2 separate regions of the Mus musculus genome follow, and region 2 is linked to region 1. The links are chromatin contacts, called in public HiChIP or PLAC-seq maps. All regions are on one chromosome and are shown on one strand. Each heading gives the region's core, a stretch centred on a gene start, on an enhancer-like site or on the middle of the called end of the contact. The rest is flanking DNA. Distances are from core to core; before and after follow the strand shown.

Region 1 (3,435 bases), core at 129-2,628:
AAGAAAGAAAGAAGAGAAAAAAAAAAGAAAAGAAAAAAAAGAAAAAAGAAAAGAGCAAGAGGTTTTGCTGGAGGTAGTTAGGGGTAGGAGTCTCAACTTGGAGGATTTCAAGCGGGACAGCCAATCAGCCAATGGTTCTTCCTTGAGGACGCTCTGGGTTCGCGCCATTCTTACAGCCCGCTGTAGGAGCTGCTGATCCAGGAATCTGAGTCTAGAGTGGAAAACATTGGGAGAATCCCAACAACTCAGGGGAGGTGTAAAGATGGGTGGAGGAGCCCTGTGTTAGAGTAGGAAGTCCAGGAGAGGGGGGGAGGGGGGGACCTTCAGTCAGTCTGTTAGTCCCCGGACCAGGGATCTTGCTGGAGAGTGCCCAAAGCGGAAGGGATCCTAGAACCGGTCTCAGGTCAGGCTAAGGTCTCTTCCTAGAAGACAGACCTCCAGTAATGTTGCCCTGCTATTACTGACTAGCATGCATGAAGGCCTGAGTTCAACTCACAGTTCACTGGGGCACTGAGTTCAGGAGGAAGTTAAAGTGGGCTGTTCCAGAAAGGACCTATCTGGAGCCAGAAGACAAGGCTGGAAGAGATGGTGTGCCAGCCCTATTGTAACACAGCCCCCGAGGTTAGACACCCAAGGAAAGCCCTACCAAGGCCCTTGCCAATCATCTATGATAATCCTAGGATTAAGACAAGAGTGAGCCAGGCTGGTGACCCACACCTGTAATCCCAGCATTTAGGAGGCTGAGACAGGAGGATGAAATTCCAAGCCAACCTGCGCCTAAAGGTACATGCTATCTCAAAACCAAACAAAAAGGCACCAAAGGGGATGCTGTCTGAGAAAGTATTCCAAGGGAACTGGGGTGTGTAGTACGAGGGCTCTCCAAATGAGGCAGCTGTGGCCAGTGTGGGTCAGTTGGGAATGGAGGTTGTTCTGAGAGCACCAGGACGATTGGGATGAAGGTGTATGTTAAGGGGTCCGGACACTATCTGGGACTGGGTGATGGATAGCACTCACTTACCCACGGTGGTGACAAGCGTGCTGGCGAAGAAGAGCGCCGAGGCGAAGTCCCACGCAGGGTCCGAAGCGTTGGCAGCTCCCGAGGCGTTGGCGAGCGCTGCGCGCCCCAGCCGTCCGGCCGCCAGCACCCGCTCCACGAAGGCATCCAGGGCGTGAGCCGCCACGCACGGGCTGTGCTGTAGCAGCTGCTCCCGCAGGGTCCCCAGTTCTGCCCGCAGCCGGGCTTCGTGAGGCCGCTCCAGCCGCGCCACAAGCAGCGCGCCCAGCGCCAGGTACCCGGCGTAGGCGGCCAGGGCGCTAGCCAGGAGCGCGCCCCGCCGCATGGTGCCCGTACAGCCCCGACACCCGCTGACGTGGCCCCCGCCGGCCCACCGCCCGAGGTCCGCTTTTAGTTCCGGGAGCTCCAGGCGCGGCCACCGACGCCCCGAAGAGGAAGAGGAAAAGGAAAAAGGGGGAGGAGCGGGGCTGGCGGAACGCCCTGACGCTGGGAAACTGAGGCACGCCCAAACACCTGGTGTAGGTACAGGGACACCGGAGGGTGGAGTTCGACGCTCCGGGATCGGGGAGTCAAATGGGATGGGAAGGGCTGCGGAGTCCTTTCCTGCCTGAAGTTCCTTGCAACTCTCCTCCTCGCGACTCCTTAACTCAGATCTGAAACTCTCCTCCGAAGTGGGAGCTTTCTGTTTGTAACCTTTTTTTTTTTTTTTTTTTTTTTCTCGAGACAGGGTTTCTCTGTGTAGCCCTGGCTGTCCTGTCTCACTCTGTAGACCAGGATGGCCTGGAACTTAGAAATCTGCCTGCCTCTGCACTGTACCCAGTGTTTGCTTGAGGCACTAAGACGTGGGATAAGTTGTGGGTGGGTGGGAGGGGCCTACGATTTCGGAATAATTGACCAGGAGTCAGGGGGCATTGTTGGAAGACCTCTGTCTCAATAAATAAACAATACATTGCTTACTTTCATGGTGGCGCACCCCTTTTATCCAGCACTCAGGAGGCAGAGGCAGCTATATTTCTGAGTTCAAGCCAGCCTGTGTACATAGTAAGTTCCAGGGCTACATAGTAGGACACAGTCTCAAGAAACACAGAACACACACAAAAATGAGCAAATAAATTTCGGATGTGGTTGTGGTGGCTTGCACATAATAACCTTAACATTTGAGCAATAGACTGGGCCATCACCGGCTCCAGGCCAACCTGGGCTACCTAGTGAATACCTGTCTCAAAAGGTGTGGTGGAGTGGCTGGAGAGAATAGCTAAGAGTATTAGTTGCTTCTGCAGATGACCTGGATATAGATATGTATATAGATATGTATATATCTATATCCAGGGTAGGGACTCCCTTTTCCTGGAGGCTGAGATGTTCCTACGTACATTAGAAAAGTTAAAGGTAGAGCAGCAAAGCCCCGTCTCAAAACAAAACAAAAACCAACAACAAACTAGTAAGTAGCCTAGGGGGTGGCTCACTTCTTTAATCCCAGCACTTGGGAGGCAGAGACAGAGGCAGATGGATCGCTCTGTGAGGGAAGCTTGCTCTACAGAGGGAGTTCCAGGTCAGCCAGGGTGACAAAGTGAGACATTGTCTCAATAGTAAATTAATAGGTAAAACTGAAAGCAGGGTTTCCCTTATTTTTCTCCTGTAGGTCCCCTCACGTCCCTCTATGACGTGGACTCAGTGCTCTCCTTACTGCTGTGTGGAGGGCAGACCAGAATCCTCCCACAACCAGACCGCAGCTCTGATACACGCAACAAGCTCTATTTATAAAACTGTGGTAATTCTTGGGACAGAGCCCAATTTAGGGCTGGCAGTCTGTAGGAAGAGATGCCTGATAATAAAAACCAGCAACAATAGCTACAATGTCCCTGGACTTAGTCAGGCGCTGTCTGTGTACATATGCCCTTTATCAAGGCCTTCATCCTCCCACACGATTCCCAGTAAACAAAGGGGAAATTAAAGCTGAAAACAGAATGTAGGAACTGGCCAGATGGATCAGTGGTTACACACACACACACACACACACACACACACACACACACACCAAGCCTAAAGACCTGAGATCAATCCCTGGAGCATGGTGAAGGTGAGAACTGATTCCTGTAAGTATCCTCAGACCTCCATTAGGCCAGTGCCCACTCTCATGCCCACACACAGATGCACGTATACACACCAAACACACACAAAATGGAGTAAGAGTGCACGTCTGTAATCTTAGGACTGAGGAGTCTGAGAGGCAGGAGGACTGGAGGCACAAGGCCATCCACCCTCAGGTACATAGTTCAAGAACAGCCTGGATCATGTGAGAACCCTGTCACAAACAAACATAGAAGGAGGCAGAACAGACAGCCATGGTGGTGCTCACTTATAATCCTAGCAGTAAAAGGAGGGAAAGGCAGGAGAATTACAAAAGTCTCAGGTCTGGA
Region 2 (3,158 bases), core at 470-2,969, 1.2 Mb after region 1:
CATTGCACGTCTCTTAGGCAGGCAGCCACTCTCATTGGGCTCCATCACTTACTGAATCTTGTTGGTTTAAAAGGTCTCTTGATCTAAGCCTTGCCTCTCTTTCGGCCACGCCCACTTACACTCCCACTTTTTCTAAACGGATCCATAGATTCCTAAACCATGCCACTCTTCAGGCGACCTTGATTAGTCCATGGGGGGTGTGGGGGGGTGTTGTTGGGTTTTTTTTTTTTCAGTCTCCACCGCCGCCCCGCGGCCCCTAATTTCTCAAAATAGGTTTGCGCTGGCCCTTTAGGAGGGGCCTCTTCACTGACCACAGACCCCCAAGCTTTCCCTGGCTTTACAGATTCTCTCATCTCCCTAGACTCTGCCAAGTCCAGCTTCCTCAAGGGCGACCCCGCCCCAGCTTGGATCCACTTTCTCATTGACCACGCCTCTCCCCGTGGGGTCCCGCCCACCTGTCTGCAGTACTCCAGCACGCGCTGCGGGTCCAGAAGACAGCGTCGTGATCGCTGTGGGTCTGGTTCCCAGCGGCCGGTGCGCAGGTCCCGGTGAAGGGTTAGACGCCCACATAGTCCAGCCACTTGAGCCGACCCCGGAGCCTGGGAATGAAGGCAGATGGGGCAGTGAGGAGCCAGGGCAACGATGTCATCTGTGTTGTCTGGTTCTTTGCTCCCTAAAACCCAGATAGGGCTCCTGCCCCTATCTCTAGCACCAGCTCCTTCTAAGCACCTTCTGAGTGGAGAGACCGTTCCCCGGGAAACAAATCCCGTGGGGCTGGAGCGCCCCAGCTCTCCCGTTGCTATGGTGACCTGGGTCCCCACCCCCCCGCCCCGTTTCTCGCGGCCTTGTTGCTGAGAAGACAGGCTCCGCCCCCGCCCCAGCGGCTTGGGTCTGAAGCCTGAAGGGGTTAAACTTGAATCGTGTTGGGGGAGGCGGGGGGCGAACCCAGGCGTTCTGGCCCCTCCTCCCTCCATCCCCAGTTCAGGTTCCCACTGAGGGGGTGCAAAGACGACAGGGCCCAGCTTCCCAGCAGGCCTGCACATCAGACCTTTAAGGACTAGAGGAGCTATATCCGGATTGAGTAGTGGGTGGAGGCCCGGACTACTGGATGTTTGAGGGCAGGGGGTTCATGTGGGTCCAGATAATACAAGGGACCTGGGTTCTTAGAGCCAAGCGCCTACTGCCTGGTGCGTCCTACGCTTAGGTGGGCAGGTCTTGGGGCTTTGTCGTCTAGGGGTGCTCTGGATTTCTTGGACCAGAGGCTCTTGGAAAGAGCCAGGTCCGACGATGCGGGTGGGAGGGGGCAGGGACGTCAGACGATGGAGGAACCTAGGAAAATCTACAGTTCGGATCGCGTGGGGCAGGCCACCTGGCCAAAAGGACTGCGGTGGCCGTCCCGCGTCCAGGTCGAGGCCCGGTCCCGCCCCTTCCCCATCCCCAGGACCCGGCCGGGCCTCACCTCGGCCGCGCTGGGGCTCCCAACAGCCAGGTTCCCGACGGCGAGCTGCGCGCGCAGAAGCAGCAATGACAGTGGCAGCAACAGCGGCAGCGGCGGCGGTCGCCAGCGGCGACCCTGACCGCGAGCGGCGGGGCTGGTGGGCCCCATGTCCGGGCCTCGGGCCCTCACGTCCCCTGCGCTCCCGCCCGGCCCTACCCGGCCCCAGCGGTGACAGGAGCTCCCAGCGCCACCGCCGCCTCCTCCTCCCGCCGCCCCCGGGCTGCGCCGGCGCCGCCAGCCCCGCCCCGCGCCGGCCCCGCCTTCCCAGCCAGGACAATAGCGTGGCGGCTCTGCGCACTGAGAGGCTCCGGAACCCCGGGAGGGAGCCTGCTCCAAGTCCCAGCCCCTCAAGATTCCAGGTGTCACTGTCCGCGTGAAGACCGAGTCACTAGGTTCAGTCCTGGGCGTAGCCGTTTTCTGGACTTTCATCCTTGGCCTTCTCTTCTGGCAAACGCAGACACCCAGCATCAGCTTTGTCCTCCTCCAAGGATGCCAGAATCCATGGGGGTGGGGGTCTTCCATAAATCCCTCTCTTGAGGTCCCAGGAATATAGACCTCCGAATTTTCCCAGTCAAGAATTTAGGGAGTGTACTAGGAAAGCCTGTAATCCCGGCACCTGAGAGGAGGGGGCGGGAGGATAGGAGTTTGAAGCTAGCCTACCTACATGCAACCCAGTCTCAAAAGACAAAACACAGCTACAGCTAGGTAAATCTGCTCCCTTCCAGGCCTCTTCTGTCTCAGGACCGGAGGCCAAGTCTCCCACCCTTGCTTCCTCAAACCTAGGAAGCCTTCCTGCCCTGATTGCCAGGTGTCTGGATCTTCAAATACTCCCTCCAAAAATCCATGACTAAACCCTTTCTTTACAGATGACTCGGGTCAGGTGCTGGATACCATAGCCTTCCAAGACCAGCACCTGAGGACCACTGTGTGGAGTCCCCCATTCTCACCCTTTCTAAGGGCCACCTCAAGTCTTCTGCCTAAAGGGTTCACTGTTTTATCTTAAGTGAGTGTACAATATTCTAATCCCCCCCCCCGAAGCAGCCCAGATGTGTGTGTGTGTGTGTGTGTGTGTGTGTGTGTGCATCTGTATGGTGTGGACCTGCCCACATTTGTCTGTCTTTCTGCTTTGTGTGTGTGTGCATCTCTGTGGATGTGGGTGGGGTGAGGTAGTGGTGTATTATTAAAAGAGTTTAAAGTGGAATGGTGATGTGCACCTGTAATCCCAGAGGGCCTGAGGCAGCAAGATCAAGAGTTCCAGGCTAACTGCTGAGAGAAGGCTCAGTGATGAAAAGCACTGGCCGCTCTCTCAGAAGACCCGGGTTCAATTCCCAACACCCACACTGTCTATAACTCCAGTCTTAGGGGACCCATCCCTCTGTTCTGGTCTCAGGGACCAGGAATGTATATAGTATACAGTAACACATGCAGGCAAAACACCCACACAAGTAAAATAAAAATAACAGATCTTAAAATACAGAGAGAGAGAGAGAGAGAGAGAGAGAGAGAGAGAGAACCTACAGCAGTAAGCCAGTAGCAAGGGGCTAAGGAAGGACTTAGGACATCATCGCTACTGCCACCCAATGCATGAGAGGCGAGGGAGGACTAGATACAATACAACCTTTGTGGGCCTCTTCATTCATGGAAAACACCAGGAGACTCC

Evidence for each region. HiChIP or PLAC-seq counts read pairs in DNA pulled down with a chosen protein or histone mark.
Region 2: a contact with region 1 is called in an HNF4G HiChIP or PLAC-seq map of pancreatic cancer cells. The contact joins the promoter of Aplp1 here to the promoter of Kcnk6 in region 1. A contact is called at or near these places in 1 of 39 promoter capture datasets (embryonic stem cells) and 1 of 115 datasets of contacts at active chromatin or transcription factors (pancreatic cancer cells).

What each region holds. Positions count from the first base shown.
Region 1 is chr7:29,231,144-29,234,578 of GRCm38.p6, forward strand. It overlaps Kcnk6 (potassium inwardly-rectifying channel, subfamily K, member 6), which reads right to left and starts at 1,379. Exons shown (of 3, transcript NM_001033525.3): 1 at 1,019-1,379. The coding sequence starts at 1,340.
Region 2 is chr7:30,443,863-30,447,020 of GRCm38.p6, forward strand. Aplp1 (amyloid beta (A4) precursor-like protein 1) reads right to left here and starts at 1,720. Exons shown (of 17, transcript NM_007467.3): 1 at 1,460-1,720; 2 at 456-599. The coding sequence starts at 1,606.